Regions from separate parts of the Delphinus delphis genome. Here region 1 is linked to region 2. The links are chromatin contacts, called in public Hi-C maps. All regions are on one chromosome and are shown on one strand. Each heading gives the region's core, a stretch centred on a gene start, on an enhancer-like site or on the middle of the called end of the contact. The rest is flanking DNA. Distances are from core to core; before and after follow the strand shown.

Evidence for each region. A called contact is a pair of places that touch in the nucleus more often than the background predicts.
Region 1: a contact with region 2 is called in a Hi-C map of lung, with 4 times the contacts expected there. The contact joins the promoter of POLD2 here to the promoter of DDX56 in region 2. A contact is called at or near these places in 2 of 3 Hi-C or Micro-C datasets (lung and muscle).

Annotation. Positions count from the first base shown.
Region 1 is chr9:11,215,058-11,219,530 of mDelDel1.2, reverse strand. POLD2 (DNA polymerase delta 2, accessory subunit) reads right to left here and starts at 2,794. Exons shown (of 11, transcript XM_060019831.1): 1 at 2,744-2,794; 2 at 1,174-1,447. The coding sequence starts at 1,393.
Region 2 is chr9:10,864,996-10,870,071 of mDelDel1.2, reverse strand. DDX56 (DEAD-box helicase 56) reads right to left here and starts at 2,739. Exons shown (of 14, transcript XM_060019829.1): 1 at 2,668-2,739; 2 at 2,417-2,578; 3 at 1,684-1,844; 4 at 1,368-1,538; 5 at 1,165-1,255; 6 at 335-579; 7 at 1-70. The coding sequence starts at 2,727.

The sequences.
Region 1 (4,473 bases), core at 1,545-4,044, 350 kb before region 2:
GAGAGGTGAATTCTGAGATGGACTGAGCTCTGGGGAGGAAGCCTGGCCACGCAGAGAAGCCACGTGGGGAGTGAACGATGCTGCCTACTGTCAGTCACCCAGCCAAGGCCCCATTCATCATGGGCCCCACTCTGTGAACAGAATAAAATGGCTGCTTTCTGTCACTGGGCAGCTTTGTTAGAAGAGAAACCTGGCGGGGATATGTATATACGTGTAACTGATTCACTTTGCTGTGCGGTAGAAACTCACACAACATTGTAAAGCAACTAGACTCCAATAAAAATTAATTAAAAACAAAGAAGAGAAACCTGGTACCACAGCAGATGCTGCTGTAAAGAATCTAAAAGATGACATTGACCTTAGGCTCGAGGAGGGTGTCCTCGAGGACTTCAAGGAAAGTGAGAGAAAGGCATTGGGAACCAGAGGAAGGAGACCCTGGCAGAGAAAAGGTGAATAACACTTTTGCCTGCAGTAAGGAAAACAGAAAACATCTCTAACATGAGGATGTAGCTAGGAGATCGGGTCAAGTGTTCTCCTGGCTGCGTATAATAAAACCGGAGTCAATCCAGCTGACCTGGTGGGATGGGACAGGCCTGGGAGCCAGTGCTCGCCAAAGCTTTCCCAGTGGTTCCAATGTGCAACCTGGGCTGAAACCCAGCAAGCCTGGTGCTGGGCGGCGGGGTGGGGGTGGGGGGCGCAATAAAAATGAATAAGACACGGTCTCACCCACAAAATTTCAGTTTAAAGACATAACACATGAAATGAAAACTACGTGGAAAGCTACCCTTTTTTTTTCGTAATTTTTTTTTTTTTTTTTGGCTGCACCACGAGGCATGTGGGATAGCAGTTCCCCAACCAGGGATCGAACCCATGACCCCTGCATTGGAAGCGAGGAGTCTGAACCACTGGACCACCAGGGAAGTCCCAGAAAGCCACTCTTATAAATAGTAACAATGAGGTGATGGGGCATCACCCAAAAGTTGAAGGTCGTGGGGGTCCTACTTCATCAAGAATAACTTAAAAGCAGGAAAGATCACCAAGGAAGAAATGGGGAAAAAAAAGAAAAAGGCCTGCACTGCCCAGGCCACTTGATTAGGAAAGACAGACGACCCCAAGGGTCTGGAGATCCGTGCCCAACAAACCCAGAAGCACTTCCCCAAACTCATTACTTACCCCAGCGCTGCTGGGCCCGGCTCACCAGGAAGGGCCTCATCTGGATGAGGCGGGTGGCATAAATGTGGGCATACTGCCGGCTAAAGTTGCGCTCCCCCAGCCGGAAGGGCTGCGAGGAGTTGGTGTAATTCACCACGGGCACCCGGGCAAAGGTAGCGTTGCTGGCTGATGGTGGGGACAGCAGAGTGTGGGCCCTCTGGGCAGCCTGCTCAGAAAACATGTCCGTGCTTGACGTGTCCAGACCGCTGTGACCGGGACAGGGAGGAGGCGGTCCCTGAAAGGACACAAACGCAGTCCTGCAATCCCTGCAACCTCCGCGGCAGCCGCGTCCCTAGTGTGGCTCCGCCGCACCCACAGGGCCCTGAGGGTGGGGGAGACTTGTAGTGCACACCAGACTCCGGCCAGAACAGCACCTGGAACTCGACTAGGTTGGATACCAGTGTCCCCTGTAACCTGCAAAAAGGGAGATGAGGAAAGCTAGGAAATGCTTCTCCCACTGGCGCTCTCCAAACCCATCTCAAGTGTCCACTGCCTGCTCCACACCTCAACCTAGACAATGATCAAGGTCTCAAATTCCATGTCCCAAATGGAATTTCTCATCTGCCTCCATCCAGCTCCCTGGCACCTGCCCCATCTCAAGGCATGAGGCCAGCCTTATTATTACACAAGCCTACCATAAAATAATTAGCCTATGATTAAAAATATAAATAAAACAAAACATAAATCAGTCACTTCTCTGCTCGGAACCCTCCAAAGGTTCCCCATTTCACGGAATAAAACCCCAAGTCCCTACAGTGGCCTATGAGATCTGCCCCACTGGTCCTGCCCTCCTGTCCCCCCACCAGGAGGCCTGCTCTTCTCCCTCAGGTCCCTCAGGTCTGCTCAAACCTCACCTTCTCCACCTGCAACCCTCCCCTGGCACTTCTGCTCCTCCAATGTTTATTGTTTTCCATGGCATTTATCTTCCAACAGACAATACATTTTAAGTTTATTGTCTGCCTCCTCTGACTAGAATAAAAGCTCCAGGAGAGCAGAGGCATCAGCACCTGAGCCCACTTTCCAGAAGCAGCCCGGAGCCCCACTGAGACGTACTGTAGGCGTCAGATCCACAGCAGGTTCCAAGATCAGTGCGTGGAGCAGCTCAGTCATTTCTTTACATGCGTACAGGGATGATAATAGTTTGCATGGAATGGGTTAAAAAAGACGTGGCACTAAAACCGATTTCTTCCTCCCGCCTTTTTAGCACAGCTATTAGGTGGCTTGAATTCTGCCCTACAGAACAGCTCTGGGCTGGGACGGTATCTGAATCAACTATCTACCCCAAAGTGTAGAGCGGCGGCAGCGCTCTGGCCGCAGTCTCGAAGGAGTCTCGCGGCCTGAATCCCCAGGCCACGGCCCCGGCCCGCAACCTGGGGCCGTCTGGGGGAGTACAGCACAGAGCCTGCTCAGACCTCCCTCGCGAGATGCCTGTTAACTCGCCCCCACGCGAGGACACCCAAAGAGCCAGCCCCCCCAAAGAGCCAGCCCCCCCAAGCATCCACGCGGCCTGGGGAAGCGAGACCCCACTCACCTCGCCGCACGCCGCGGCCCCGCCCACAGCCGCGCGCCATCTCCCGCCAATCCGCGCGCCTTGCCCCGCCCACAGAGGCATCTCGCCAATCACCGCGTGCTCCACCATGCTCATCATCGCGGGGACCGCCCGCCGCCGCGCACCTCCTCCCGCCACTCCGCGAGCCTCGCCCCGCCCATGCTGCATCCCGCCAATGACAGCGCGCTCCACCATGCTAATCACCCCCCCCCCACCCAGGGCTCGCCCACAGCCGCGCCCGCCCCGTCCATTGACGCGCGCCCCGCCCCTGAGCTCTGCGCGTGCGCGGGATCACGCCCCCGATTCCAAGGGAAACGCGGGGCGGGGTTGCAGCTTAGGGACCGGTGTGCACTCGTGTGCGCCGTGACGCCCCGACCCGGCCCTTCCCGGAGGCCTGACCCTGAGGTCACTGCGCCTTCCCTAGAGTTGGCGCCCCTTGCGCCACCCCAGGACACCGCTGGGTCCCCGCTTCTGCGGTGGACGGTGGGAGGGCTGAGGACGATTGTTGCACCGCCTAAGGGGAGCGATTACTCTGCCGCAAGTCCGAGGACAGGGCCGGGCACTGGGTTCCAGAACAGTGGGGGAGGACTTAGAGTTAGGGTCAGGGAAGCGGACTGGCTGGCTGAGGCCTTCCGCACGGGGCCAACAGCCCTGCCAGCCTCCACCCAACACTTCCTGGTCTCTGTTGTCCTCACCGCCTCTCGTCATCCACACTCCTCCTACCCACCAAGGAATTCTCGTGCCGTCCCGCACTTCGTGCGGGCTCTTTTCCACATCTCCACCAATCCACATCGCTTGGAATTCCTAAGCGAGCCCCAGTGGCCCTTCCCCATGACGCTTCCTCTCCACTGCCACCAGCGCCGGGATTCAGTCTCTTTAGCACATGCTGTTCTGCTGGTTCACTCTGCATCTGTTTCTCAAGTCCCAGTCTTGTCTCCGCAACAAAGTAGATAATAGTTATGGATAACACATAAAAGCCCTTGCTATGGACCTGACACTGTTCTAAATTCTTGACACATACAAATTCAGCTAATCCTCCAATAACCCTTTGAAGAGGAGGAAACTGAGGCACTGAGAGGTCACACGGCTAGTGAGTAACAACTAGGATTCACTCTGAGGCAGTGTGACTCAGCCCTGCCATTGTATGTGTGCTGGCTCTCTGCATATGCAGGTCAGCTGGACTGCCCATCTAATTACCCATTACTTCACTTTTGTCCCTGCCGTTCAGACATTTGTCAAACATCCAATTAGACTGGATTGGATAAGTCTGCCCTCAGAGGATGTGCGGAAAGCTAGTCTAGTTCACTTACCACAGTGCCTGACTCATGGAAACTCCCAGTTCAGCCTGTATTTGTTGAATGAATAGATGAGCACTTTTCGGGGGTGGGGGTGGGGCGGGGCATGTAATGTGCTAAATGTCTCAAGAGCATTTATCTTATTGAGTCTTACCATAGCCCTGTGAGGCAGGTGCTATGATCTCCGTTTTACAGAAAGATTCATAGTTGCACAGGGTCACACAGCCAGGGAGCCGGGGGCTGGAATTGATACTTCTGCTCAGACATGAAGCTGGGCAGCCTCTCCACTGAGGTCGGCTACTGGCAGGCCTATGTCAGGCACACAGTTGGGGCAGGTGTGGGGGTGTAGCACAGACCCGGAGGCAACAGTCATAGTAGGAATGATGGTGGCTGGGAAAGGGGGGGCTGCGGACAAGT
Region 2 (5,076 bases), core at 1,490-3,989:
CAAAACTTCAGCATCTGTTGCTATGACGCAGTCATAGAAGCCTTGGTTGAACTGTGAGATGATGTGGCACCTGTGGCCCGAGAGCAGACGGAAGTGAGCCCCAAGAGCAGGCTGGAGGTCCCTCTCCTGCCCCCTGCTTGGTCATAACGGTCACCCTTCCTGACTCTTCCCTCTTCTTCAACTCTTCCCCGACTTAATCTTTGTGCCTCAACCTCCTCAAATGAAGATGGAATTACAGTAGGTACCGCAGAGTTGTGACAGATAAAGTCAGCGAGGATCAGTCAAGCCCAGAGCCTGGGCACGATCTTCAACCAAAACATGGGAGATGGCACACCTGGAGCGCAGCGGGAGCTCTCCATTGAGCACACAGGCGGGGATGCTGAACTGCTCCAGGAACAGGCGCAGCCGGTAACTCCGCTCCATTGTGTTAACGAAGAGCAGAGACTTTCCCCGAATCAATGACAGTTTGAGCAGGGCATACAGCAACAGAAATTTGTCTTCCTCAGTCTCACAGACCACCTGAAATTGCTGTAACTGGTCTGGCCCTGGCAGCTGGGACTCCTGTAACTTGAGGGTAACCTAGGGGAGGACAGGCCTGTGGTCAGGAAAGAAAAGAAGACAGAAATGCTACTGCAAGCCACTGGCTCACCAACCACAGCACAAAGGTGTTAGTGCAGGGCACCGTGGGTCCCCTCCAACTGTGTAATGTAAGAATTCAAAGCATGCTAACCGTTGTAGTGTACAGAGAACATCAAACTACAAAACTACAAACATTTGGGGCACAGAACAAAGAGAAACATGCTATAAATGACTGTAGTGAGGAGAGAACCCCTATAGCAGCAACCTTCCTGAAGAGTAAAGTTCACATAAGGTGAGAACTTTAGCCCTGCTGCTCAAAGTAGCCTTTGTGCCCCTTGGGGGTCCCTTCTCAGGCTTTAGGCAAAGCATGGTTTGAAGCTCCTAGCGGACATCTGGAGCTACATAGTGATTTTAGGTTGGGGGACAGGGGGATGGTTACAACTACCGGCTTCTAGCACATCAGAACCAGGAATGCTAAACCAATAATTTCCCACCCCAAATAACAAAGGGTTCCTTTGAGAAGGGAGAAGCAAGTCCTTTTGAGTTTCATGTCAACGCCTCTAGATGCTTCCAAAGGGCCCTTACCGGGTTATGCAGTACCAGCTCCTTGAGTGCTTGTACGTCCTCATTAAAAGTAGCCGACATCAGAAAAGCCTGGTAAATCCGGGGCAAGTGACTAAAATGAAACAGAGCCCCATCAGACGCCAGCTCCAAAGCCTCTAACTGTGGCAGATGAACTGCCCCCTCGCTCTAGGTCCTAGTGTCTATTCACAACCCCTTTTCCTTACCAGAGAAGACTCTTGAGTTCCTCCTCAAAGCCAAAGGAGAAAAGAAGATCAGCTTCATCGACCACCAGCAGCTCCAGGGAGTCTTGCAGTTTCAAGTTGTCTTGTTGCAAGTGGTTTAATATGCGGGATGGGGTCCCCACCACTACATCAGGCTTCTCCATCAGTACAGCTCTGCAGGTGGGCAACACCTCAGTATTGGGGAGAGGGTAGCAGCTGGGATCTCACCCTGGATTAGCCCTCTTTCTTGCTGCACACAAACCCAAACCCACATCCCAGTGCAAACTCATTCCCCTACAGCCCTGTTGCTTTCACCCACCTCTGAGAGGCTGAGTCTTCAGCAGCTGAGACATTGGCCACCCGGATGTCTCGAGCACAGTAGGCAGCCAGCTGTTGAATCATGGACTGGGCCTGCCGTGCCAGTTCCTTGGTCGGCACAAGGACAAGGGCTCTCACAGCCTGCTCTACCGCGGGGCCTGTCTGCAAGAGACGAATTAAAGACTTCAGCCGGTCGGTTCATGTCATCACAGCCACCGCATGCTTCTCTCTACCTCTTCCAGACAATCTGACCCAACTGCTGTGGCTTCCTCACAACAATCCAGTTGTGGTCTGGTCATCCCTTCACTTACTTTACCCACCTCTGAATGTAGATAGAAGACTTTTCCCAGGCACTGACCTCAAATAGGATAACTTACTTCATGGTTACAAAGTGACTTAAAATGTACTAATTACGACATTGGCTTTTCTGGAGGAGAAAATGTGCCTACTTTTTATAGTATAAACAAGAGAAAGCGATTTACTCAAGATTACACAAAGAACGGTGGTCGCAGGGCCCGGACTTAGAACCCAAGTAACCTGAATCCCAGGCCAGAGCGTTTTACCCCAAAACCACCAGGTTCTCTCAGGCCACGCTTCACGGGTAAGAGGTCAAAAGAAAACCCGGTTCTTGGGAAAGACTTGGGTGCGTGCGGGGGGCGGGCACAGCTTTCCAAGAGGGCACAACGCAACTCAGACGCCTGCTGCTCCCTTTCCCGGCCCCTCCCCCGACTCACCGCCTTCTTGTGGAGCAGATGCTGCAGCATCGGAATGGCATAAGCGGCGGTCTTCCCTGAACCCGTGCGGGCCCGAGCCAGGAGGTCCTTCCCCTCCAGGGCCAGTGGGATGGCCTTTTCCTGGATCAGCGTGGGTCGCGACCAGCCCAGGTCGGTGACGGCCTAGAGGAGACAAGGGACGGCTCAGGCGGCGCGCTGCCCTGCCGCCGCCCCTCTCCACGTCAGCCCGGCTCCTCAGCCCTCCCCGGTACCTGTAAGAGCCGGTGGTCCAGGCCCATGTGTTCAAAGCCCAGCGTTTCGGGATCCTCCATGCTGCTGCTCTGTAGTGACAGCGCGCACGCGCGACAGGAAGAGCACGCGATGACGCGTGGGCTTGTCAGAGCAGCAACCAATCAGCTTCAAAGGAGTCAGCACGTCCCGGAAGTGGGCTTCCGGTGTTACGCGGAGTGCTGCGGCTGCGGTGGCTTGTGCGGCCGGGGGTCTCGGGGAGGGGCGGCGAGGGGCGGCGAGGGGCGGCGAGGGGCGGCGAGGGGCGGCGAGGGGCGGGGACCCTCCCGGGCGGGGACCCTCCCCTCGGGTCCTCGCCGGTTCCCTGACACGCCCTCCAAGTGGCGTGCTAGGTTAAGGTTACCAGCTGCAGGGGCAGGCTCGCCCTAGCAGTAATGCCAGCATTAGTTATATTGACAAATACATAAATGTTTAGAGTGTTCGTCTGTGTACTACCTAAGAACAGGCATGCTGCGGGTGGTAGCTTACCACGTTCGGGAAACACTGGTGAGTCCTGCGCCCTTTCCTACCATTATGCATCTGGGAGATCTCTGTCAGGTTTATCTGTAAGCACTAATTGCTCTGCCACCTGCTGTACTCAGGAAAAGTGCACCAGCATATGTGTTCCAGGGCTGTTTGCCTGTAGCAGTGGTGGGAACCGTGGGAATCTGTAACGGGGCAATGGCTTTGAGAGTAGAAAGCGACGCTGGGTGTACCAGCATATAACAGAGGTCACCGAGGCTGGGCTAAGGTTCAGGGCCACAGGCAATCCAAAGGACAGGCCATAGCAATTGGATTGTACAAGGATGAAGGCTGGAAGAATGAGTGGCATAAGAAACAAAAAGGTAGGTTGCTCTGGGGTTCCCAAACCTAGCAGCCCATGTTGCCTGCACAGCTTGGTTAAAAATAAGAATTCTTGGGAGTTCCCTGGTGGCCTAGTGGTTAGGATTCCGGGTTTTCACGCGGTGGCCCAGGTTCAATTCCTGTTTGGGGGAACTGAGATCCCACAAGTGGTGCAGCGCGGCCAAAAACAAAAAGTTTTCTTAGTCCCCACCTGTATTAGTTTCCTATTGCTGCTGTAACAAATTACCATAAACTTAGTGGCTTAACACAAACTTATTATCTTACGGTTCTGTAGGTCAGCAGTCTGAGGAGGCCTCACTAGGCTGAAATTACAATGTTGGCAGGGCTGCATTCCCTTCTGGAGGCTCGAGAGGAATCATCCCTTTTTTGCCTCTCCCACCTTGGCTTGTGGCCCCCTTCATCTTCAAAGCTGTTAATGGAGGGTTGGATCCTCACCTCACATCACTGCAACTTTCTTTTGCCTCCCTCTTCCATTTTTAAAGAAACTTTGTTATGATATTGGGCCCACCCCAATAATCCAGGATAATCGCCGTATTTTAGAGGCAGATGATAGCAACCTTAATTCCTCTTTGCCATGTTTGGTAACATAGTCACAGGTTTCAGGAATTAGTACATCTAACTGGACATCTTTGGGAGGCTATTATTCTGCCTACCACACCACCCCAAACATAAACCTACTTAAACAGCTGGACCTGAGTGTTGCCCAGGAATCTATATTGACGAGTTTCTCACATGACCCTATAAATCTCCTCTGACGTGGGCCCAGCATGAGAGCCAGAGGTTAGGCTCTGGCTGTTGTTAGGGTGAGAACTGAGAGCAATTCATGCACCACAGGTAAAGTGGGGCTGGAACCAAAAGATGGAGATGGGAACTACCAGTCCGAGTGAGAGCTGGGGACTGGGCCAGGGATGATGGGATGAGTAGAATGGCTCCTACGCCCCACCCCCTTTTTGTGGTAAGGAGGTAGAAGGCTGTTTGATAAGGGTGTTATATAACCTAAGAAAGCAAGACTTTCAGAATGGAATCAAGGTAGTACTGGGGGGGGGCGGGAAGAAAATCACCAGAATTCCTTGGATGTAGCCGAACTTTCAGAAACATCTTCCTAGGCCATAATGTGTCTGAATACCACACACCAGTATGGAAATCCTTCTTTTCCCCATAGCCACCACCTATTAGCCTGTCCTCTGGCAATCGAGATTCCAAGTGCCCATCAGTGTAAAGGTGTGCTATACTCCCACCTTTGTCCTCACTCCACTCCCCTTCCTATCAAAAAATTCACAGGAGGAGAAACTGAGGACACACTGATGTATCAGCATAATTAAGATGCACAGCTGGACAGACTGTTGAAGGCCACCCCAGCTCTTCTGTGTAGTTTCCTGTATTCCCACAGTCCAGGCTCCAGTGTCTGATTAGCTGGCTAGATTCCTAGTAACAGCCACAGAGCAGAAATGTGTTCCCTTCCTGACACATCCCATGGTCCCCAAGAGGCTCAGGCCAGAGGTCCACACGCTGACTAGTTCCAAGGCTAC